Linked DNA regions of Mus musculus: all the other regions are linked to region 5. A link is a contact called in public HiChIP or PLAC-seq and promoter capture Hi-C data. All regions are on one chromosome and are shown on one strand. Each heading gives the region's core, a stretch centred on a gene start, on an enhancer-like site or on the middle of the called end of the contact. The rest is flanking DNA. Distances are from core to core; before and after follow the strand shown. Region 1 holds the start of Scap (SREBF chaperone). Region 2 holds the start of Cspg5 (chondroitin sulfate proteoglycan 5). Region 3 holds the start of Klhl18 (kelch-like 18). Region 4 overlaps Smarcc1 (SWI/SNF related, matrix associated, actin dependent regulator of chromatin, subfamily c, member 1). Region 5 holds the start of Qrich1 (glutamine-rich 1).

The links. Promoter capture Hi-C pulls out the DNA fragments that hold promoters and counts their contacts. HiChIP or PLAC-seq counts read pairs in DNA pulled down with a chosen protein or histone mark.
Region 1: a promoter capture Hi-C map of pre-B cells shows a contact between it and region 5, with 2.2 times the contacts expected there. The contact joins the promoter of Scap here to the promoter of Qrich1 in region 5. A contact is called at or near these places in 5 of 39 promoter capture datasets (the 3T3-L1 cell line, cranial neural crest, liver and 2 more) and 1 of 115 datasets of contacts at active chromatin or transcription factors (pancreatic cancer cells).
Region 2: an H3K27ac HiChIP or PLAC-seq map of embryonic stem cells shows a contact between it and region 5, with 4 times the contacts expected there. The contact joins the promoter of Cspg5 here to the promoter of Qrich1 in region 5. A contact is called at or near these places in 1 of 39 promoter capture datasets (frontonasal cranial neural crest) and 1 of 115 datasets of contacts at active chromatin or transcription factors (embryonic stem cells).
Region 3: a promoter capture Hi-C map of pre-B cells shows a contact between it and region 5, with 3 times the contacts expected there. The contact joins the promoter of Klhl18 here to the promoter of Qrich1 in region 5. A contact is called at or near these places in 2 of 39 promoter capture datasets (neutrophils and pre-B cells) and 1 of 9 other capture datasets (liver).
Region 4: a contact with region 5 is called in a promoter capture Hi-C map of cranial neural crest. The contact joins the enhancer-like site here to the promoter of Qrich1 in region 5. A contact is called at or near these places in 5 of 39 promoter capture datasets (cranial neural crest, embryonic stem cells, hematopoietic stem and progenitor cells and 2 more) and 1 of 115 datasets of contacts at active chromatin or transcription factors (large pre-B cells).

What each region holds. Positions count from the first base shown.
Region 1 is chr9:110,330,450-110,335,153 of GRCm38.p6, reverse strand. Scap (SREBF chaperone) reads right to left here and starts at 1,798. Exons shown (of 23, transcript NM_001001144.3): 1 at 1,649-1,798.
Region 2 is chr9:110,241,735-110,246,604 of GRCm38.p6, reverse strand. It overlaps Cspg5 (chondroitin sulfate proteoglycan 5), which reads right to left and starts at 2,822. Exons shown (of 5, transcript NM_013884.3): 1 at 911-2,822; 2 at 1-310. The coding sequence starts at 1,007. It also overlaps the pseudogene Rn4.5s-ps2.
Region 3 is chr9:110,475,262-110,479,606 of GRCm38.p6, reverse strand. Klhl18 (kelch-like 18) reads left to right here and starts at 2,913. Exons shown (of 10, transcript NM_177771.5): 1 at 2,913-3,141. The coding sequence starts at 3,013. It overlaps Kif9 (kinesin family member 9), which reads right to left and starts at 2,613. Exons shown (of 21, transcript NM_001163569.1): 1 at 2,493-2,613.
Region 4 is chr9:110,203,821-110,208,115 of GRCm38.p6, reverse strand. It overlaps Smarcc1 (SWI/SNF related, matrix associated, actin dependent regulator of chromatin, subfamily c, member 1), which reads right to left. Exons shown (of 28, transcript NM_009211.2): 23 at 3,790-3,904; 24 at 1,963-2,117. Among named protein-coding and RNA genes, the nearest start is that of Cspg5, 38 kb to the left of the region's middle. Within about 2 kb of position 2,330, at least 107 of the 459 cell types and tissues checked have an H3K27ac peak or open chromatin away from gene starts, as enhancers often do. A contact at or near this core is called in hippocampal neurons, where this site is marked.
Region 5 is chr9:108,514,484-108,519,280 of GRCm38.p6, reverse strand. Qrich1 (glutamine-rich 1) reads right to left here and starts at 2,194. Exons shown (of 10, transcript NM_175143.5): 1 at 2,041-2,194. It overlaps Qars (glutaminyl-tRNA synthetase), which reads right to left. Exons shown (of 24, transcript NM_133794.2): 20 at 4,646-4,738; 21 at 4,408-4,535; 22 at 4,248-4,314; 23 at 4,049-4,174; 24 at 3,340-3,485. The coding sequence ends at 3,435.

The sequences.
Region 1 (4,704 bases), core at 549-3,048, 1.8 Mb before region 5:
TGTCAAAGTGAGCAAAGTGCACATGAATTCTAGGCTCGCCGAGATGAGTATCTGGAGTGATCCTGAACTGTGGCAACTCTAACCAACCACATTAACAAATACAAACGGACGGCAGGCATGGTCCCTTTCCCAACAGGACAGTTAAGCAGCTTACATATGGCCTCAGGCAAATCACAATTTTTATGGTTCTGTGTTCTAGCCACAAACTAAGAGTAAAGGTTTTGTGCCCATCTCAGGACAGTAATCTAAATGGGTGGTAGGGTTCCCAAACCGTGACTTTTAAAGCACATGGAAACATCTGGAGAGGTACTTCCCACCCGCCCCCCCCCCCCCACACACACAGTAACAAGAGAGTATTCAACAACAACGGAGTTTCAAGTAAGGGGAAGCCAGTTCTTGCTTTTCAACCTGACCAAAGAATGAGTGCCGAGCAGGAGCAGGAGCACACACATCTGCTATCCCACATATTCAGGAAACCGAGGCAGGAGGATGAAACTTTGTGGTCAGCCTGGGCAATGAAGCCCAACTCAAAATAAAAAGCCACAGGTGTTACTCAGTGGCAGACCAATGCCCTAGGCACACGTCCCCAAGTAACTTAATAATGAGTATAGGAATAATGTTTATACTTGTATTTCCTGTTGGTCGTTAAAAAAACAATACAAACAAAATATTTGCCAAGCAGAAACGCTGCAAATATATAAAAAGCCTTTAGATTTGAAATACATTAGCATATACTTCATAACATACAATCTTCACTTGAGCATCACACAGGTTACACCTAAAATGCATTCAGCACTAACTAGATACACTTGATCCTGACTCTAAGAAAAGCTTTAATGTTTAGCACACCTTGAGATGGCTGCACACTGCATAAGCAAACTCTACAAACGCACCCAAACGCATCATTAAAGACTGTTCCTATGTCGACTTCACAAGAATTACTACAAGATCATCATGAACTTATTTATTCATCGCTTCCGTCACCATAAGAGATAAATAAGCTAAACTAAGGAAGACTACCTCCAGGACCCCACTCCCACTCCCACCCCTCACCCGCCGCCACCTGTGGCTCACTGCCCTCCTCTTCATCGCCACCATCTGCACAACTTTCTGAGATGCAGTGTGGACCCGGGACTCGCTGCAGCTAGCGCTATCCCATTATAACCCTGATGCAACAAAACCACCTGGAAGTAAACATAAGCAACATAAGCGAGCAAAGTTTAGGTTTAAGCAACACATAAAACCAGAAACCGAGCACTCCCAGCAGAGAATCTACATGTTGCCTGGCTATCGGATCTTCGGAAAGAGGCAGGACTGAGTCACAGGGTCTAGCCCTCACCCAGACAACCCCAGACAACCCCAAAGCAGGATCCAGCGGCGAGCCTACCTGCCTGAGCTCACTCAGCCTGAACCCATCGCGACCCAGGCAGCTCGGCCCGGGCGGGGGCGCGGTCGGGAAGGGGGACGCGAGACCGTCCGGCCCCCAGCTCCAGACTGCGGTCTCCGGAGCCGCGCCTCGGGCTGCTGGACAGCGCCCACGCCCGCGCGCCCCTGCCCGGGCTCGCCCGCATCCCGGAACTCCCGGGCACGAGCGGCGCGAGGCCGGCGCCGGGGCCCAGCCGCACCGTGCAGACGCGCGCTGAGGTACCTGTGGCAGCGAGGCAGCTCCCGGGCGGCGGCGACCGAGCGGCGGAGAACGGCCTGCGCGCTCCTGGCCCGCGGTCCGGTGTTTGGAGCCCGCCCTCTCCCTCCCGGCCGCCCGGCGCCCGCGCAGCTCCCCGCCCCTTCACCTCTCAACTCCTACCTTTCCCCTCCCGCTCCGCCGCCCTCCACACGTGCTCCCGGCGGCGTGCGCATGCGTAGTCTGGCACTGCCAACGGCTCGGGTTCGCCCCCTGGTGGTCCCCTGCCACACAACTGCGAGAGGAAGTACTGGAGTTGCCTGTGGCCTGGAAAAAGGTGGCTAGTAGCACTTCAGAGTTTTGACAGCATCACTGTCCTGGGAAGTGATTGAGAACATGCACAAGAGCTCGTGTTCCATGCTTTATAGTGCCAAAGGATTAGAAGCGGGGCTGGGTGTATGGCTCAGTGGTAGAGAGCTTGCCTGAGACGCTAGGGGCCCTGGGTTTGATCCACAGCAGCATCAAAAAGAAAAACAAACCAGGGAATTAGAAGCAACTGAGCTAAATAGCAAGTGTATTCAGTTGATGAACTAGGTATAGGAGCCTCCAACACCAAGGATGTTAAATGAGCACTTATAATGAAAGCTAGTTCAAAACCAAGCTGGTGTTAGGATTCCATTTTTGTTAAAAATACAATGCATAGGGTAAAGTGGAAGATATATACTCAGTGTTTATTCCCACGTAGAGGAACTATGGGTGTCTGAGTCTCTTCCACCTTCTGAACTGCCACCAGTCGACTTGCACATGTAACGGATTATGCTGAGTGACTGCTCTGGTAAATGCTGAGTTAAGCATATGGTGTGTGTTCTCTCATTTGGCCTTGGGGAAAGTGAGGTTCCAGACACTCAGCAACAGCACCAACCCTGGTTGCTATGTTTCCATTTGTCCTCAGGCCTGCCTGTGGAGAGATCTCAACCACACTACCAATGTCTTGACTCTCTGAGTGTCACAGGTCAGAGTGGCCACCTGCCCCCATCTTGCTACCTTAAACATACTTCTTTCGTGTCACTCTTGCTCACCCCCAAGGCATACTAAGGTAGAACAGACCCTGTACCTGCCCTCAAGGGCACCAGTGGTGGGGGAAGAGAAAATATAAGTATAGTCACCGTGCAAAACAAATCAGAGGTGGCCACTTCAGCCTTTGGAATAGGGTTATTCTATAAAGCAGGTTTCTGGTAGAGATGTAACTCAGTTGATATACTGCTTGCCCAGCCTTGAATATGAGCCTTAACCCCCAGCAAACTGGCAGTGGTGGTGAAAGACTCCCCAGAGGAGCCTCTCGCTCAGGCCTCAGGATAATAGCAGACACCCAAGAACTCACGATAGACCAAGCTTGATGCAAACCACATGAGGCTTTATTCGGGGAAAGCCAGAGCTCTGGGGATGACTCATATCCCACGCAGGGTTAGAGGAGTCGACCTCGAGGGGAAAGAGGTCCCAGTTTTTATAGGCCCTCAGGGGGGAAAGGAGAAGGGGAGAGTGGGGGGATTTCCAGATCTAAACAATTCTCAAGAAATGGGTATGGGAGGGGTACAAGGAAAGAGTCTGGTGCAGGGGCAGCAACTCAGGATTGGCCCGGTTGTGGTTGCTGGGGAGATTTTCTGACTCTTTCTCAGCAACCAATATCACAAACACCTGGCAGTGGGCTTCATCAGTGGGCACACACATGGGTTCAAGGAATGGTCAAAACATTGGCAGACACACAAGTTCAAGGAGTGGCCAGAGCATTGTGCACCTCTATTTTTCTAAATCAGTGAAGCTAGTTCTGCTAACAGTGACATCTATCTTGCCAATTTCAGGGCTTCTGTGACCTTTTACATTCTGTTAGGATCTTTCAGTGGGTCACACCTATGTCAGCCCTTAGGAGATGCAGGCAGGAGGAACAGAAGTCCAAGGTTCCAATTTGAGGCCAGTCTGGTACATAAGTCTGGCCCCCACAAAGATAAGAAAATGCAGCCCACTGGTAGGGCCTAGCATCAAGGCCTTGAGCTCAAACCTCAGTAATAAAAATAAAATTTATTTTTTTACGTGGTGTATTTTGTTGCTCTGACTCTTGTTGATGGACATGGAAATGCAAACCAAATATACCCTTTGTTCCCCGAGTTGATTTAAAAAAAAAAAAAAGAAAAGATGTACTTTTTTTTTTAAAAGATTTACTTATTTATTATATGTAAGTACACTGTAGCTGTCTTCAGACACACCAGAAGAGGGTGTCAGATCTCATTACGGATGGTTGTGAGCCACCATGTGGTTGCTGGGACTTGAACACTGGACCTTTGGAAGAGCAGTCGGGTACTCTTACCCACTGAGCCATCACACCAGCCCAAGATGTACTTATTGTATTCTGTGTATGAGTGTTTCCTCTGCTGGTATGCGTTTGCACCATGAACATTCCTGGTTCCCTAAGGAGGGCTTCAACTCCCCCTAAAACTGGAGCTACAGACAGTTGTGAGCCACTGTGAAGTTGCTGGAAAGATCTCCGGTCCTCTGCTAGAGCAACGAGTGTCTTTAACTATGGAGCTATCTCTGTGGCCCCCACCTCAGCCCCAGGTTGACTTGGGTTCGTGTTTTATCGTAGCACAGAGCAGCAGACTAAAACACCAGAACTGGTGGCAAACGCTTGTGAGCCCAGCACTCAGAAGTCTGAAGCAGAACCTACGTGAGCTCATGGCAAGTTCCAGGGCTATATGTTCAAAGGCTACCTTGTCTTAAAAATTGAAGAAAACAAAAGATTGTTTTCTCTTTTCTTTTCTTTTCTTTTCTTTTCTTTTCTTTTCTTTTCTTTTCTTTTCTTTTCTTTGTTTTTAAATTAGAAGCAACAGTAGAAAGCAGGGTAGGGAAGCCCATGCTCCTCCCACTCCATCCTCAGGTCACTTCCTCCAAGCCTTATCCCTCAAGTACCACGTCCGCCCCCTCAGGAGCCTGGGAGTGAGCATCGCCTTCTCTGTCCCTGGTTTCTCCCGCTCTGACCGCCGTCTCTTTCCTTGTGAAGGTATGTAAGATCTTTCCAGTTTTATTTGCCT
Region 2 (4,870 bases), core at 1,573-4,072, 1.7 Mb before region 5:
GGAGCCTGGAGCGTAGCTGGAAGGGTCTGGGCGTCGCCACTGCCAGCCTCTGCAGTCACTCCACCCAGGCCTGGGCCATCTGCCTCTAGCCAGGCAGTGCCAGTCACTGCAGCCGATGCCTCTAGTGCCTCCTCTGGCCCGACCCCAGGGCCCACCGCAGCCATCTCACTGCCCCGCTCTGTCCACGAGGTCTCATCTTCCCCAGCTGCTGGCAGGCCGGCTTCCTCCCGCGTGTCATTGGCACGCGACTCCCATGCCAGGCTGCTCCTCACCAGCTCTTCAGCCTCGATCGCACTGCCTGTTTCCCGTGCTGTGGGAGGGAGGGCAAGGGGCAGGGTGTCAAGGTGGCATGTCCCGGTGAGAGGCTGAGGTAGATCCTGTAGACCTAGGTCCACCCTGGGACATTGCTTTGGTTTCTAAGGCCACGCCCCATTTCTAAGGCCCGCCCCTGAATCTGCCTCCCAAGCTTGGTAAATACACATTGCCTATGGTTTCCCGCCCCAAATAGCACCCGCAGTCTGCGAGACGAGGTCAGGGTACTCCCCCAACTTTGGCTCATCCTTGCCTCATCTTCCGGACCCCGCCCCGTCCCGCAGCCTCGCCCACAAATCGCATCTAGGCCCCCCGCCCCCGATCAGACCCCGCCCCTACCTCAAGACCCCACCCCCACCCTAGCCCACCCTGCTGTCTGTTCACAGGCTATGGGCTGCTCCCCGTTGGCCTGTGTCCTCCACCCCCTACAGGTCCTCTCCTCCTCCCCTTTCCCGCCGGGTCCCGGGCTGTAGGCCAGGCGGTGCCCCGCCCCCTTGTCAGGGCTTGGGGACTCCACCTGGACCTGAAGTCAGCGAGACCCTGGCATGGGGTGGGGCGCAAGGGGCTGGCTGGGGTCCCGGTCCGGGTGGATACCTACCCGGTACGGCCCCAGCGGTGAGCACCAGCGTGACCCCCAGAAGCAGCAGCACTGGCGGCGGCCCCCAGTCCGGGCCCCCGCCTCCAGCTCGGCCCATTGCGCGGAGCCCCTGCCGCTGTGCGCGGTGCGCGCGGCTTGGCTGCGCCCTCGGCTTGCCCGGCCGCTGCGCCTGCCGCCCGTGTGCGGCCGCCTCAGCCCACGGTGGGCAGCATGAGCCGCCGCATGCCGCCGTCAGCCGCTGTCCTCCGAGCGCCGCGCCTCCCCGCCTCCCGCGCCGCCGCTGCCGCTTGCCGCTGCCGCGTTCGGCGCCGCCCCCACTCCGCCCGCCCCGCAGCACGTCGCGTTGACGCCGGCCCCTCTCGGTCTTCCTCGCCAGGGGACAGTCAGACCCCTCTGGCACGGGACGTGGAGAGCGATGCAAGCGCGGCGCGCAGGGGCGGCAGCAGAGCCACTGGGGGAAGCCGACAGGTGCACCGGCGGCAGCCCACGGGGCCCGCTTGCGCTTCCAGTGCTGAGCGCGCTGGGCCGCGGACCTGCGAGGAACCCACCCGCCACGCGCGCGCAGGGGAGGCGGGGACGTCGCGGGCTCCGACACCCGCAGGCTCGGGGCGGGGCTCGGAAGGGCCACAGGGGGCGGAAGCCCGCGCCCCCAGTGTGGAGAGAGCGGAGCCCGGGGCACGGACTGTCCGGTGCCAATCCAGAATTCGGTGTCCAGAAGGTTCTCCAGTCCGACTCTAAGTCTTCTTCCGGAGAGCAGGGAGAACATCGACAGAGCCTGGCAAGGAGGCGAATACTACGGCCTAGGCTCTAATTGGATCAGACCTAATCTGTCCACAGCCAAAGCCATTAGTTTAAATCTTGCACAGCCAGGTCCACCCAACGTGTTATCCGGTCCCCAGTATTTGGACTCCACCTTGCGTTTTCTAAATCCAGGGCGGCCTTCCGCAGGTGACCAGTACTACCCAAACCCAAGTTCCTGGTTAAACCAAGAGGTCTAGATCACTGCCAGGTGCACATGCAACGTGGAGAGAGAGGTCTCTGTTCCTAACCCAGGTTCACTGCTTACTGGGAGACCTGTTGGAAGGGAGGCAGAACTACAGCTTAGTCACCTGGCTTTCCCCGCCTCCAAATAGCCTACATATTGATGTTTTATTATCGACCTAAATGATCATGTTCAGCTCAGTCCAAGGGTTAGTCCAAGGGCGATGCTGGTGTTGATAGTCTTCTGTCAGTGACCAAATATGAACAAGATGGAGGACCATCATTTAATCTGTCTCATACCTGTCTTCTAGTGAGTTGCCTTGGTTCAACACTCCTTTTCTCTCACAAGTATGGTTGCAGCTTAGAGTCCCCTCAAGGCTGACAAAATTCCAGCAGCTAGGCTCTTATATCCTGGCTCGGAGGTGGCTATGTAGGGTCTGTATGACATCTAGAGAGTGGCAACCAGACATACGTGTCCTAGTTTGGAGTTCCAGTCAAGAGGGGGCTTGCTTACCCAGATATAATACCTATTTCTCTCTTCAATTCCTGGGTGGTAGTTGTCAAAAGTGGATGTTGGTGGAAGTTCCTACCACACAGGAGATCCTATGTAAGTCCTTTCATGCTAGGGCATGGTCACAATAAAGTCTTTTCCTACTTATGGTAAAACACTTAAGAGTTAGGGAGAGCACTTGCCTAAAATGAGTGAGACTTCAGGTTCAATTCCTAGTACTGCAAAATAATTGTATTTGCTGGTTATGGTAGCTTATGTCTGTAATCCCTGTCTAGAACCAACTAACCAACCAAATCCTTCTATCTACCCTATTTCCCACCCGTAACTATCCTTTTAAATTCTGTTTTGATCAGTAGAACAAACAAGCGAATGTGAAATATTTCCTTCCTCAACTATCTTCTCCCCTCCCTGCAGAGAAATTCTGCTACCACTTTTTTCAATTTTGTTTAAGTTGTCTGAAACTGAACCCAGGGCCTTGTGCATGCAAGTAAAGTGATGTCAGTGAGCTATATATCCAGCACCAATTTGGTACTAAGCAAGCAAGCAAGCAAGCAAGCAAGCAAGCAAACCAACCAACCTCTGGCCTTCTGCTCCTCCCTAACACTGAGAACAGAGTAATTGGGCAATGCCCATTCTGTGGTGAGAAGAACAAGATTTAGCATCAAATCTGTGTGTCCCCCGAGTTAGTCACTGGCGACTCCAGCATGAAAGGATCTGGCAAGCAGTGTCAAATGTATGGTGTGTGCGTGCATGAAGTGATATGAGAACTAGAACAAGGAAACCACCACTGCCTATCTATAGCTTCCACGTGTCCTCTATTCACATCATGCGCCATCTGGGCGCTACACATGCTTTGTATGGCAATGGCTTCTTCATGCCTCTTTCCTACTGTTTTGGTAATTTGTCTCCAAAGCCAAGCAGAGCCATAAAGACCATTGCCATGACTGCCGTACACACCCTTAAGTGCAGAAAAGACACCTGCTTCACTGATGCTACCACCACTGCTCCCATACCATGACCACACATAATTTGGTCTGGATGGAGAACATCAATTTGACTTTAAATCCTCAGTATAAACACCAACATATTCAAATTTTGGCTTTCCTTTTTAAAAGCTGTATTCATCTGAATATGGAGGCTTCTTATATCACCCTTTAAATTCATGTACACGGGTGTTTTGCTTGCAAGTATCTGCACAACACCCATATCTGGTATCCAAAGAGTCAGAAGAGTCAAGCGCTAGAACTGTTGTTACAAACAGTTCTAAGTCGCTGTTTGTGCACTACAGACCCTCATTTCCTTTCTTGCATTTCAAAAGGAGCAGGATGCAGAGTAGGACAATAGAAGCCTTGTCTCCTTACCCAGCCCAGCATCCACTTTTACCTGGGCATTTAATGCTTCAGCCCCTTGAGACCTTCCCTCATAACCCAGGTTGGCAACAATCTTTACAGACCTGAAGCCAACCTTAAATTCCTAACCCTCCTGTCTCTACCTCCCATGTTCCAGGAGTACAGGTATGCCGCTATGCTGCTATGTCTAGCTGTTACTAATGACCACCACAGAATGATCAAGCTTCTGATCTTAGGCATGGAGACAAGCGATTGCTTTTGTGGGGGGTGGGGTGCAGAATGGGCTACTAGGAATAGGTCTACTCACACCATTCCTGGTAGGAAGGGACGGGCTAAAGGGCTTTTGTGTTGACAAAACTTCCTCACAAAGACTGAGTGTTCTCATTTCAGAAAAGGGTTATCACAAACCTTGGGGTGGTTATTTTGCCAGGCAATGGTTTGTTATTATGATGCAAAGGGATTTTGAATTTATTAACTAACTCTAAAGCCAGGCCAGTTAGGAGAAAACACTCAACTAATGCAGATGACACCTGCTGCCTGGGAAGAGGACTAAGGACTTCTCAGGGACCCTGCAGGTGTTGCAGAATAAGATGACCCTTAGCTGGGTGGCACATGGTCAGTAGATGCAGGAAGATCAGAAGCTGAAGGTTGTCCTGGGATACATGAAGGCAGGGATGCTACAATCCAGATGGCTATCAGAAGTCTGTCAGTGTCAAGGCCAAGCCAGACTCACGACCTCTCAGCCCCACACTTGCTCCGTGTGACCGTAGGAGAGCCAACCACAGGTGGCTAGGAAAGGAGAAAGATCTAGCTCCCTTACTGTCAGGTGCCTACGGTGCTGTCACTACTTTGCTAAGGTTTTCACGAACTACCTTTAGGGCAGGTGGTCTCTGTCAGCACAGCTGCTCTCCATGAAGCTACAAGAGCATTCAAAAGCTTGCCAGGGGTGGGGGGCGCGGACAAGTAGTTAAGGATTACCCCCAGATTTCTTTCTTTTAATGTGTAGCCCAGGCTGGCCTCGAACTCGTGATCCTCCTGCCTCTGCCTCCCTTCAGCAAATCCTACCAGCGTGTGCCACCACAACCGACTACCTCCAATTTCTGCATAGCAGAAAAACAA
Region 3 (4,345 bases), core at 1,664-4,163, 2.0 Mb before region 5:
TTAAAGGAGGAGGAGACAGGGAAGGAGTAGGAGGGCAGGTAGACAGGTGAGCAGACGGGGACACAGGGTTGGGGGGATGGGGGGGGGAGTGGGGTGGAATAGCAAGCATATAGCCGCAAAAGTGAAATGCCAGACAAAGGAGTTGATTCACTCTTCTAACATTCTGAAGGGATGTTTAGTAATTTTTTAAATACCTTTACGGAAAAACGCTCTCACGTGACACAGAACTACTGCTAGTATGTATTAAAGTCATTTAAGCGGCCGAGTGTGGTGGCACATGCATCTAATCTTAGCACTCTGAAAGCACAGGCAGGTGGGTCTATGAGTTTGGTCTACGAATCCAGCTTCAGGCCAGCCAAGGCTACATACTGAGACCCTGTGTCAAACAAACAAGGCTTTTGAGGGCCCACAAGATGTCACTGGTAAAGGCACCTGCCACAAAGCTTGATGGCCTGAGTTTGATCCTCAGAACCTACATGGTCAAAGAAGAGACCCAGTTCCTCCAAGTTACCCTCTGTGTCCACACATGTCACTGTTTCATGAGTCTTCCCTAGCACTCTGCTGGATCTTTCCAATTTTTTTGTTTTTGTTTTTGTTTTTAGAAAATTAATCTGAAAAATATTGGAGTAAGAAAAGAACATAGTTTGGCTGAACATTTTGTGTGTGTGTGTGTGTGTGTGTGTGTGTGTGTGTGTGTGTGTCTGCAAATTTGAGCTCTAGAAAAAAATCACACGGCCTCTAACTTGGACCCCACATTAAGGAGACTGAAGGTTTCACTTCCGAGTTTACTTTCTGTTACTGAGAACTGAGAACAGAGAGAAGTGGTTTGTTGTTCACGATTAAAAAAAAATAAAGTCTTCCTTGCGAAAGGGTGTCACTGTGTAGCCCAGGTTGGCTTTGAACTCACAATTCTCTTGTCTTAGCTTCCCAAGTATTGGGGTTAGTATCTCCAGATGGGAGCTGTGCTTCTTTTACTCAATACTCAGTTTCTACAGCTCTGGGAAACCTTTCTGAACACAAGCCCCAAGAGTCTTATCTTCCTGCCCAGGAAGGTTCCAGTGCCGTTGAGTATAACATCTAGAAGGAATTACAAAGAATCCAGAGAGTTCTGGAAGCGGGTTCACAGGCCAGCTCAAAGGCTGCTCCAGAGCTTTCCCCCCCGTTTCTGCCCTACAACTTCCAACGCGCGCGTGCACATGCAGCCCCCCCATCCGACCTTTCCAGGGTCCTCCGGATGCTCATGCCGCCGAGCATCCCTGGAGTCATGCGCAGTTGGCAACAAGCCTTTCCGAGGGTCTATACTCCTCTCGGGAGCCCACTAGCCAACAGTGCCGCGGAAGGAAGCACATGCCATTTCGCACTTACTGAGGTACTGCTTGCTACCGTTCTTATGCCGCTTCATTTATGTGGGCTTCAGCTCCCAAGTCAAATTACAAGCTGCTTGAGGATAAGGGTCGTGCCGTTTACCTCTTGTGATGCCCCCCACAAGGTCCAGAACAGCGCCCAGCACACACCAGGTGCTCAAGAAATGGTAGTTGATGGTGATACTCATGGCTGGAAGTCAGAGGGTGACTGAATCTCCATAGGTGGGTCCACCATCTTCAGCCACTACTGAGAGAGTGCCAAGGTATGTGATATGTCACTCCCCTCCCACACTACTCTAATCCCTGAACTTGCAGCGTTCTGGGGAGGATACTTCATTTCCCAGTACAAGAAGCCATGCTCAGTCTCAAGATACCCTCCCATTAGGTAGTGTTTTTTCCCCCTCAGGATGGAATACTCCCAGAAATCTGAACACAGTCCTTACATACTTCACATAATAAAGTGACTCTGACGAGCCACCAGGAGACCTCTGTGCTGAGAGAGTCAGTGTTTCTCCATTTGTTTTGGGCTTGGGAATGAGCAGGATATACATTAACACCCACGAAGGCTTGACAAGAAGTCAATGGGATTACTCATAGGCACTAGGCGTTCATACCTACCATGCTCTTACCTCGATCAGGGATAAAGACTAAGAAACAAACACCCTTTAAACCCACAACACTGGGTCCTACTGCATCTCAGCATGAGATGAACCCAAAGTTTGCACCCAGGCAAAACTGGCCACTCTCCTATTTCTCACCCAGTGTGTGGAATGCTTTTCTAAAATGTGTGTGACAGATTGCCTTGGTCCCATTCCTGTGCCCCTCTAGAGGGTTTTCCTCTTCGGTAGTTAGAAGGCTCTAAGTGATGACACCGTGTCTTAATGATCTCTGACACTCAAACTCACGCCCTCTCCGTCTAAGGCAAGTCGTGGGACCTCAGTGGAGACTCGTGGGACTAAGGAACATCAGAAACTCCTAGCTCCCCTAAGCTGCGACCAGGTTGAAAGGAGCATCTCCAGGGGTGTCTCCGATTTTTTTTTTTTTTTCACAAATAAAAGAACCAAAGGAGTTAGGAACCCAGCCACTGACAGCAGCTGGGAGGATATCCCCACCAGGTTTCCCTTTTACCTAACGCCACCGGCTCGTGACCACTGCTCACCTCGCGGGGCAGTGGCGCTCGGGTAGAGCGACCGCTAGAACTGCAGCAACTTGAGGGAGCTCTGTTCGCAACCAGGACAGCTAGCCGACTGGCTGTGTACACAGTCGCCATGGCAACAGGAAGCCTGCAGGGATTACGGAAGTAGTGTAGGGTGGTGGCGGAATTTAAGCCCACATTTCTCCGTTAAAGATACAGGGAAAGTCAGAGCTGAACAAAGAAGACAGAGATGGAGTCAATTAACCTGGAAGGCTTAGAGTAGCTGTATATGCGAAGCCTGAGTTTGAGTTACGGGGGGAAAAAGGCTATGTATAAACCAGGAAGCGGGGCAGCGAGACTTCCGGTGTCGAGGACTTTGTGGGTACGGTGGCCGCGCAGGCCAGTGAGATTCCGGCTTCGCGTTCTGGGCAGCCTTCAGCGTGAGCCCTTGCCCCGCCCTGGTTAGTGTGAAGCCTGCTGGCCAGGCCTGCGCAGTTGCGGCGGCCGGGGAAGATGGTGGAGGACGGCGCGGAGGAGCTGGAGGACTTGGTGCATTTCTCCGTGTCGGAGTTGCCTAGTCGCGGCTACGGCGTCATGGAGGAGATCCGGCGGCAGGGCAAGCTATGCGACGTGACGCTAAAGGTACCATGGTCTGGGCGGTGGCTGGCTGAGGGGAAAGGGACTGAGCGGGAAGAAAAGGGTGGTGGACAGGGGAAGAGTGGTCCAGCCGACTGTGGGTGGAGAAAGGTTAGAGGGGAACAGAGTAGTAGAGAGCGGTGCCAAGCGCAGAGGGGGAAATGAGGCCAAGTTGGGAGAGTAAAGGGGACAGCCGTTCAGCCATTGGAAGGAAAGATTGAGAGGTGTGCCTCTGACGCCCTAAGAGCAGGAGACATTGGGGTATCCGCCTCCTTTTCTGTCATACAGAAAAGAGAAAATGTTCTTACAGGCAGACCATGGAGGAAGGGGCGGTGGCTGACTCCACATTCCGATGGGTACCACTAAGACATCCTATCTTGTCCTAAAGTCATTTCTTTGGGCTCCTTGAAGTTGGCTGTGCTGTTGTAAATGCTAAGCCTTCTCTTCAGGAGTCATTGCTTGCCCTTGGCGCTTTTAGAATCGGATCTGGAAATCTTTTGATGTGGGCTACTCTCTTCCATGCTGGAAAACAATCTACTGTCACCACCTTAAAAGGTCCTGGAGGCCAGGCTAAAGGACTGTTTGGGGAGAGGGATATTTTTGCCACCTGTTCCCATCCAGCATTCTGGTCTGGTGTCAAGGGCCAGTGCCCCCTGTGCTTTGAGTCGTGCAGGGCTGCACCTTGGTGCCCTGCTGAGCCAGGTAGATCCCTCCAGGTGGGGATACTGCCTGCCTGTGGTTTTTCCTGTTGGACCTTGCCTGGAAGGCTCTTACTGTCTCGGTGTGACACTCCCTCTTCCTGTTTCAAAACAACAGAAAGACACAGACACCTCTTAGACTTTATCTTCTACTGAGTTAAGGAAGCATTGCTTCTCCATGTATTCGAGTCAGACTGGTAGGAATGAATAGGGTGGCTCCTGGGCAGTGGTGGAGCACTCTTTTAATCCCAGCACTTGGGAGGCAGAGGCAAGCAGACCTCATGACCAGCCTGGTCTACAGAGTGAGTTCTAGGACAGCCAGGTCTATGAGAAACCCTGTCTCAAAAAAAAAAAAAAAAAAAAAAAAAGTTGAATGGTTAATGGTTTGGCACTTTAAAAAGCAAAACAAACTGAGGGTGGCTTTGGAGAAAGAACACACTAGCTGTAACCATGGGCACATTACTTAATCTCTTTAAGTTTAAATTTCGAAATGTGAAAATAATTTTTGTTCT
Region 4 (4,295 bases), core at 1,081-3,580, 1.7 Mb before region 5:
ATCAAAACAACATATTTAACTCCCATGTCAGGAGAGGCAACGCCTCTGGCCTCTATGAGGCATACACACACATACACACACACACACACACACACACACACACACACACACAGACATACACATATACATGATTAAAAATTAAAAACAAACAAAAGTTAACAAAAACAAACACAAAAGGGACGTGTCAGTTGCGCTGTGGGTAATGGGAGAGTGGAAATGGGGAAGGATTAGGAGGGACATCTAACAGTGGCTGGTCCAGATTGGTACCAGAAAAGTCAGGGAAAACCAAGATTAAGGAATTGAAGATCAGCAAAGGCAACAACAGGCCTGCAGACAAAGGAAGGGGGAAGCTCTTGTAGCCTCCAGTCTATTGCCAATAAAATAGCTCTTCCTTAGAGATATTATGTACAAGTAAGAATTCATACACATCTGAGCGTTATGGAGCACATATAACCCCAGCATTCAGAGGCAAGTGGGTCACCAAAGCTACACAGTGATATCCTGTCTCAAAATAACACAAACAAGCAAAACTCAACAGAGTTAAGAGGCAAGGAGGCGATGTACCAATAACACGACAGGAAGGCATGAAAAGAGAAAACTTTACAACGACGGGACAAAATCAGAGAAAAGGGAAACAACAAATCTCACCTATATTAGTACTTCTATGTACAACCATGCCTCAAAACTCACAAAAATGCTAGGCATGGTGGTACACGCCTTTAATCCTGGAATTGGGAGGTAGAGGCAGGTTGGAGTGAAAAGGGTAAGAGAAAGAGCAATGATATAGATTTAAAAGTATCTTTGAGCACAGCATGATTAGTGCATGCCTTTAGTCCCAGCATTTGGGAGGTAGAAGCAGCTGGTAAGTTCGAGGCCAGCCTGGTCTATGTAAGAGAGTCCAGGAGAGCCAGGGCCTATTACACAGAGAAACCCTGTCTCCAAAAAACAAAAAGCCAAGAAAGTTATTTTTCTTTGAAAAATATGTGCAAGAAAAAATATGCAGGATGTTCAGGTATTACAGTAAATGCAGACATGTGCCTGGGTTGACTGAGTCCTGCTGTGGCTTGTAAGGATGTCTCTGGGAAGACTTCCTCCGGGACTTCTATCCACCTGGGTCAGGGGAGCACAAAATCCAAAGAATGGTTCTATGTTTTGAATTGATTTACCTGGAAATTTGCTATGAATCATACCTCACAGCTTCAACAGATTAAGTATTCACACTAGCAGAGTGGTGTGAAAGAACACTTGCTCTCATGTGTGAGGTAATGCCCAAAAGATTTGATTAGGAATGCTCCAGAAACTACTGGTTCTTGAAATCTGGTAAATTATAATGGAAGGAAACCACTCAGGAAGAATGGATGTAAAATTTTTAAATTTCATATATTCATCTTTAGAATGTTTTAAAATGCTAAATTAACACTAAGCGTGGGAAAATAACATTTTCCTGTCTTCTTAAATATGCAGTGCAGCCGATACTCTGTTATAAATAGAAAAAAAACACCCCCAGAAAAGCTGGCAAATTCAAGAAGAAAAAGCTATTTTAGGCTCTCTCTTTTCAGTCTGTAATGTCAGGATGAAGTATTTATACAAAAAAGAAGATTTTGTCTTAAAAATCATAAATATTTCAATGTGGTAAAAATTATTTGAACACTGGTTCCACAGACAAACTAAAAATGAAAAGATAAATGAGACCCTAGAGGGGAAAATTCAAACTATTCCTTCCACTGGTGGCCTTCACAAAGCTAAAGACAACAATGAATGAAAACCCATCCCCCACAGGACCGGATCTACACTCAACACCCTGGTCGGTTCAGCCTGGGGATTTCTTAACCTAGAAATGCCATTCACAGCACAGCCATCCTGCTGGGAGGCAGGCTCTCTATACTCAATGTTCCCAATTAACTAAAACAATGCGACCATTCATGGCTCCATGCAGCACGGGAAGGGGCTGTAAGGGCAAACCTTGGCTTTAGTAGCAGCTGAGGCCAGAGCAGCTGCTGCGGCTGTGGCAACGTTTCCTTCCGAAATCTCGTGTTCCACTTTCTTCTTCCCGGCATCGCTTTCTCTTTCTTTACATGTATCAGTGAGCTCTTTGTTCTCTTCATTCTCCTTTTCTTCTGAAAATTATTTTTAAAAAAGCTTCATTAGGGTGTAACTGCCTTAGTGACCCATCTTAACCACTTGTCCCACATGATAAACCAGGGATGATGTTATAGAGATTCCAACACCCTTTTCTACTGTTTCAGAGTTTCAGTGAATCACCCCCTGCATTTAGGTATGCGTCCATGAGGATACTTTGGAAGTGACACACTCTGTCTCTGTGTCATTTTTCTCAGGACAGCGCCTTTGGATATGAGTGGTAACCTGGAAGAAACACACAGCCTAAGACTCCTATCTGTTCAAGAGGCAGCAGAATGATCTGAACACGACCCCTAAGTCTGAACAAAACCAGACAGGGAAGTAGTACTCCACAAGTCTGAGACAGACATGATGGGTTGTTACTGCAACAGACAGAATAAAGTGGCATGATCTGGACAGACGGAGTGACATGACACCTCTCCAAAAGAACAAGGGCGATAATAAACACAAGAGAATAAAGACAGACACAAACGCAGACCAAAGGACAAGGGCATGAAGTGTCAGTCAACAATTTGCTTGACTGTCAATAGGAAACGGAGAGAGAAAGCAGAGGCCAGATAAGCACTGGTATCTCACTGTTAAATAAACCCGAGAGTCATGGTGGGATCGAACCTTTAACCTCTGCACTCTGGAGGACTGAAAAGTCAGCTTCTCTAGAGGCTTAGACTAAAGGACAGCAAGGACAAAGACTGCTTAAATTATAGACTCAACTTAAGGCTAGCTTGGTCAACTCAGTAATATCCAGCCTCAAAAATTAAACAAGAAACAAACCACCAAGCAGGACCATGAATTTGGCCCAGTGGTACAGTGTGTAAAATACTGTAGGCTCAATTATCCCCCTTCACCCTAAATCCAAAGTCATTTTAAATGTCAGCATAGGGGCAAAAGCCTGCAATTCTCCTACTTGGGAAGAAGTGGCAGGAAGATCAGCAGTTCAAAACCAGCATTAGCTACAAAGCAAATTTCAGGTCAGCTTGGGCTATTCGAGCCACTCTCTTAAAACAACAGTCACGAGACTATCTCAAAGTGGTCAAGAGTACTAACTGGCAGTCCTTTCCAGGGCCACAGCTCTACTGAATGTCAGCACCTGAATGTCAGCTCATATAATTGTCAAGAACTCTAGTTCCAAGGGTCCAACACTCACTTCTGGCCTCCAAGGGCAATGCAGACACAATGTGGTACATAGACATGCACACAGGAAAAACACCCACGAACAGAAAATAAAGTCAATCTCAGGAACTTAAACATACACGGGTAGTTGATGCATAACATCTCTGAGTTTGAGGACAACCTGGGTTACATTGTCTTTTGTTTTTGTTTTTCGTTTTTTTTGAGACAGGGTTTCTCTGTGTAGCCCTGTAGACCAGGAACTAACTCTGTAGACCAGGCTGGCCTTGAACTCAGAAATCTGCCTGCCTCTGCCTCCCAAGTGCTGGGTTTAAAGGCGTGCACCACCACGCCCGGCTGGATTACATTGTCAAATACGCATATTCCACAAATACTACTAACAATTAAAAAAAATTGTTCTTAAAAAATAATAAGACATCTTTAAAGAAGGAGAGGGTATTTCTGTACCAATGACCAGAACTTCTCTATTGTCTTTGTACAGTTAAAAGGATTAACACTAAACCATGCTCGGGCCCAAGTCACCTGGCTTGACATCCTCACTGACGTCACTATCTTGTTCCTTCTCAGTGTTTTTTTCATTCTCTCGATCTTGTATTTTATCACCTTCATCCGATTCATTTTCCACTTTGTTTTCTGCCTGAAAGCCGTACAACAAGAGAGCAGTGGTAAGCGAGCAGCCTGTCAGGACTGAGCCCATCTGAAGCTAACAACAGGTTTATGGTTGTTGGCAAGCAATAGACTAGATTTGGAAGGGTCAGGTAAGGCAGACCTAAAGAGACTAATTCTGAGATACGTATTTGTAACCAACTAGGATCTTGGGTCTTCATGAGATGATACAACTCAAGCACATAGTGCCTGATGTTTCTGCAACCTCTGCTACTGAGACCAGGTTTACAATACCCAAGGAGTATCAGAGTAGCTAAACAATATTATTTATTGATTAAAAAAAAACCCATTAAATGCTACACACACATGCACACAGTAAATTTTCTGCCCCCCCCATTTTCATTTTCCCCACATACACATAT
Region 5 (4,797 bases), core at 945-3,444:
AACACCTTATCCCAGAAAACTAGAAGTTACCTAACAGGTAAATACTAGTTGATGGAAACATTGGTTTAAAAAAAAGAAAAGAAAAAAAAAGTAAACTAGAATAAGCAAGCTTAAATGGTACAAAAAGTTCACAGACACATCCTCAACAAAGAGGACAGTTTTTTTTTGTTGTTGTTGTTGTTGTATTCTGTTTGTTTTGGAAAACCATTTAGGTTCTTAGCTGATGCTTTGCAATGTTAATCATGAATATTCCACTGACTTCGATTTTAGGGACTGTTGTCCAATGAACAAACTAATACCGTTTCCCTCATCAGCAGTTTCCTAGTAGGTAGCAGCTTCTAGCAGACAACACCAAGAAAGAATGACAAGATTTGTAAAGTTTCAGTATTACCAAGGGGTTGGGGGGTAACGGACTGCACACATACTTCCAGCGTATGAATGATTTTTAACTCACCAGTCACCATGTTGCATGTATGTCTGCTGCTTGTCCTGAGTTCTTAAGACTTCTAACATTCTGAAGAAGATAGAACAAAGAAGTTCCTTCCATCCTCAGCCTCTTTTTAAGTTTTAACTTTGTTCTTAAAAAAATACAGTATATTAAAAAAAAGTCATTACTATCAAAGTTTGGTTGCTACTAAAAGGAATAAAAATCCTTTTAGCTTGCTTTTCCTCAGGCTTAATGTAACAAAATTGTAAAAATAAACTAGCAGATGTTTTGTCTTAGAAAAAAAGAGCTGTGTATTTCTCCATCACAAACCTAGAATTTCCTAGATAGAAGATCACAGCACTGAAACAAAATGTGGAAAGAAAAAAAAAAGCTGAGAAGAACTTCAGTTACATAGTTTTTATAGTGACAGGCAGATTTTAGAAATTTTTGCTGGACATTTTAGAAATTACAAAGAAAAAAACCGGCAAAGCATTGATCAAGTTAATCAAGGTTAAGAAACAGCCCTTATCAAGAACAGAAAGGCAAGCCCCTCCCACCCACGCGGAGGTGGAAAAAAAAAAGGGGGGGGGGAGGCTGCATTTAAGTGAGGATTTAAAGCGGAATTTTAGAGCTCCGAGAGTTTGATACCATATACAGAGGAGGATCTCTTTCCGGAGCGCACAGAGGTGACGTGTATCAACTGCGCTTATGGAAGAATCGGTTCTAATGGAAGAAAAGCGGGGCCTGGTAATGGTAACCTTCTCTCCTCAGCACAAAGCACCAGTACAAGGTGAGGAAACCCATGGGGACCCAATGCCCTCTCCGGCCAGCAGGACTCGGTTTCCCAAGCAGAGCAGCACCCTCCCCAAGCACCCACCCAGTCCTTGGGCCTCGCTTAAGTAACAGCATTCTTCAGTTAGTACGAGCACTCCTGTCCGCCTCCCGGAGGAGCGGAGCCGCAAGCCAGACCGCAAAGCCGCTATGTTTCTCCGCAGACCTAGGCCACCGCTGCCCCGGACGTCACGAGGACAAGGGCCCAACCCTCAACCTTCCCCAGTCGGCAGGTCGGTCGTCCGCCAGGCCGCTCGCCCGCCCGCCCGTCTGCCCTCCTCTTGGAAGGGGCGTCCGGCGCGCACTCCGGACAGCGTGAGCGACCAACAGCAGGGCGCGCGCCGCAAAACCGGGGGGTCGCGGGGTGGCGCGCGCCCCGGAAGCCGTTCTAGCCCACGGGCCACAGCTGAGAGCCAACGGGGACGCGCACGTCGGGCGGCTACGCGCAACGAGAGGACCGCACAGCGCGCACGATAACGCACGCGCGCGCGCAGAAAAATGAGAAAAAAAAAAAAAAGAAAAAAAAAAGCCACGCTCGTGCGCGCGCGCCTCCGCGCGCCCCCGTGCGCCGCGCCCACCCGCCCCTCAGGCCCGCCCCTCCCCCACCCGTGGGGCGGAGGCTCGCGAGCCGAGGGACGTTCTCCGCTCTGAAGCCGCCCTGAGGTCGCCTGGGCCCAGCGGCAGCGGCCCGCCCGCCCCCGCCCGCCCGCCGTTGTGTAGGGTGGGCCTGCCGCCTTCGAGCCAGAGCCTTGCTGCGTCCCCGCCCTCACCAGAGCCCTCACCCGGCGACGTCACCGCCGCCGCTGCCTCCGTTCTACCCGCCGGCCCCGCTTCACCGCCCGGGGCCTCGGTTCTGCCGTCGCCGCTCCGAGACCGACAGGATTTTCTCCTCACAGCTCCCTGGGCGCCATCTTACATTCAGCCCTCACGGCCAATGGGAGCCGAAGGCCCTTCTCGCGAGAACCGGAGCGTCGGATCCCGCGAGAGCTGCCTGCCAGGCTTAAAGGGAACGCTGCAGCCACAGAGGGAACCGGTTGGAGTGGAGAGCGTACCCCTCGTTGTGGGAAGGAGCGCCACGCCCATGGGCACCCCTCCATGCGGGGCGGGGCTTAGGCCCGGGGTTCAGCATCCAGGGGTATTTTGCCCCTGCCCTGGGTCTGAAAGCATGCTTTTTGAAGCCACCTACGGTGTCCCGCTAGCGCCTCCTCTAGTTGCACAGTTCCACGCGAGGCGGGGCCGGGCCTAGCTCGGCCTCGTGGTTAAGGTGGCCCCCTTTCAAACCCCTGAACTGGGCGCAGCTTTAACCATTGTGCCGCGCCTGGGAAGCGCTCGGGGCGTTAGTGCACGGGAGAAAACAGCTTCAGGAACCCCCAGCACCACCTCTCATCTGAGATCGCTTTGCCACAGTCAGGTCCACCTTAAAGCAGGCCTTGGGTAGCCTAGTGTTTGTATACAGGGAAAATGTGGAAGGCTTTAAAGCTGCAGGCACTCACCTACAGCCTCACCAGAAGCTCCCAGCAACCCAGGGGGCCCTCAGTCTGGGGCAAACCTTAGTGCCTTCTGCACTTGTTCCTGTCCTAGCAAACTCTAATCTTCAAATTCTTCAGAAGTCAATTTCTGAGACGGGGTCCAATCCAAGGGCCAGCATAGCCAGGAATCTCATCTCAGCACCGTATAGACATCCAGGGAGTTTGCTGGGGTCCCCAAACTGGAAAGGCCACAACAGCATTCATGATTTATCTCACTATGCTTAAATAGTTGACAGGGCTTTTTTCTAAATGATCACACGGGGGGTCATGTGTCTCTTGATCTCTAGCCACAAAGACACAAACCTAGATCCCTCCATAGGACTGGTGACTGTGCAACAGCATCTCTGGGGTTCTCAGGTTTATCATAGTAAGTGCTGAGCTAATTCCAGCCATGCACCTGCCTTTGAGAACCAAGTGCAGTAGTGACTTTGTGGCTGGCTCTTTTCTGGGGAAGTGCATTCTTCCAGAAGACATATGAGACCCACCACTGCCAGCTAACAAACTATTTCTCCAGGGTCCTCAGATATTAGAAAGGCAGACAACAGAGAGACGCCAGAGGGATTTAGTTATTCTTTATTGAAACGGAGTGTGGAGTGCTGAAGGGCACCCCCAGCCTCCAGGATGAGGTAGGGCCACATGTATTCAGTTCATATTTTGCCTGGGTCTTCTTTTAGTGTGACAGTTCGGTTGAAGACAATCTGAAAGGCAGTAGAAGAAAAATGACCAACAACCCCGAACCGGGCTTCTTACTTCCCCTTCATCACCTAGGAGGTGAGGTATCATGGAGGTGAGGTACCAAGGTTGTCAATAACTCTGTAATTTCAGATAAAGGACTAGATGCCTGTGCTGTGCCTTAGTTTCATGAGGATTATGACAAACTCTAAGCTTGCCTGCTACTTTGAAGAGTAAAAAAGTTAGGGCCGGGGCTGGAGAGGTGGCTCAGCAGTTGAGAGCACCGACTGCTCTTCCAGAGGTTCTGAGTTCAATTCACAACATGATGGCTCACAACCATCTGTAATGGGATCTGATGCCCTCTTCTGGTGTGTCTGAAGACAGCAGCAGCATACTAACATAAAATAAAATAAATCTTAAAAAAAGTTAGAGCCCTATAAAATTTTGTGCTTGGACTTAACTGGAAAGTAATGAATGTCCCTCCCAACTTATTTGGAGAATGCTAAGGGGATGTAGGGAGAGTGTTTATCACAGTGAACAGCTTCCACCATCAGTACACAGAAGGGTATAGGTGGGTCAAATTAAGCACCTGTCCTTGATGGCTGTCTGGATCCACAGAGAAGTACCCAAGGCGCTCAAACTGGAACTTGTCAAAGGGCTTTGCCAAAGCCACAGAGCAGTCCACTAATGCTCCTTCTACCACTTGTAGTGACGCCTGCAGACAGAGAATCCAAGTGGCTGTCCAGCTCAGAAGCCCACCACCCTCACCTCACATTCTATGAGCCTACCGGGTTCAGGTCACTTAGGAATCCACCAGGCACTTCAACAGGGTCTTCGGGGTTCTTGTGCTGGAATCTGTAGCCAGAGTGAAAGTCAGGCCCTTGCTGGAGAGCCACAGCATGCAATTCCCATCCTGTGACAGTCTCAATTCCAGCTATGTTCACTCACAGGCACTCATAGAGGCGAATCTCACACACCAAAGGCTGTGATACCCAGTGAATAAAGGCCTTGGGCTTCTCTCCAGCATCAGCTCGTCTACAGGTCACCTCCAAGCGTTCCACACAGCCACTGGAGCCCTAGAAGTGAGGAAGATGGAATCAGACCAGGGACCAACATGAAGACTGTTAGCAACACACAATCTTGGCCCTAGCAGGCACTGTACAGAAAGACTGCAGCTGTCTCTTACCCTGACAATATTCTGCAGTTCAATGACATAACCAGTGTGTCTCAGGCCCACAGGCTGGCCCGAAGCTAGGCGCTTATAGCCTGGTTCTGACTCCTAAAGAAAAGAAGCATGGAAGATACAGAAGCTGCAAACATCATCCAAGAACAAGGCTT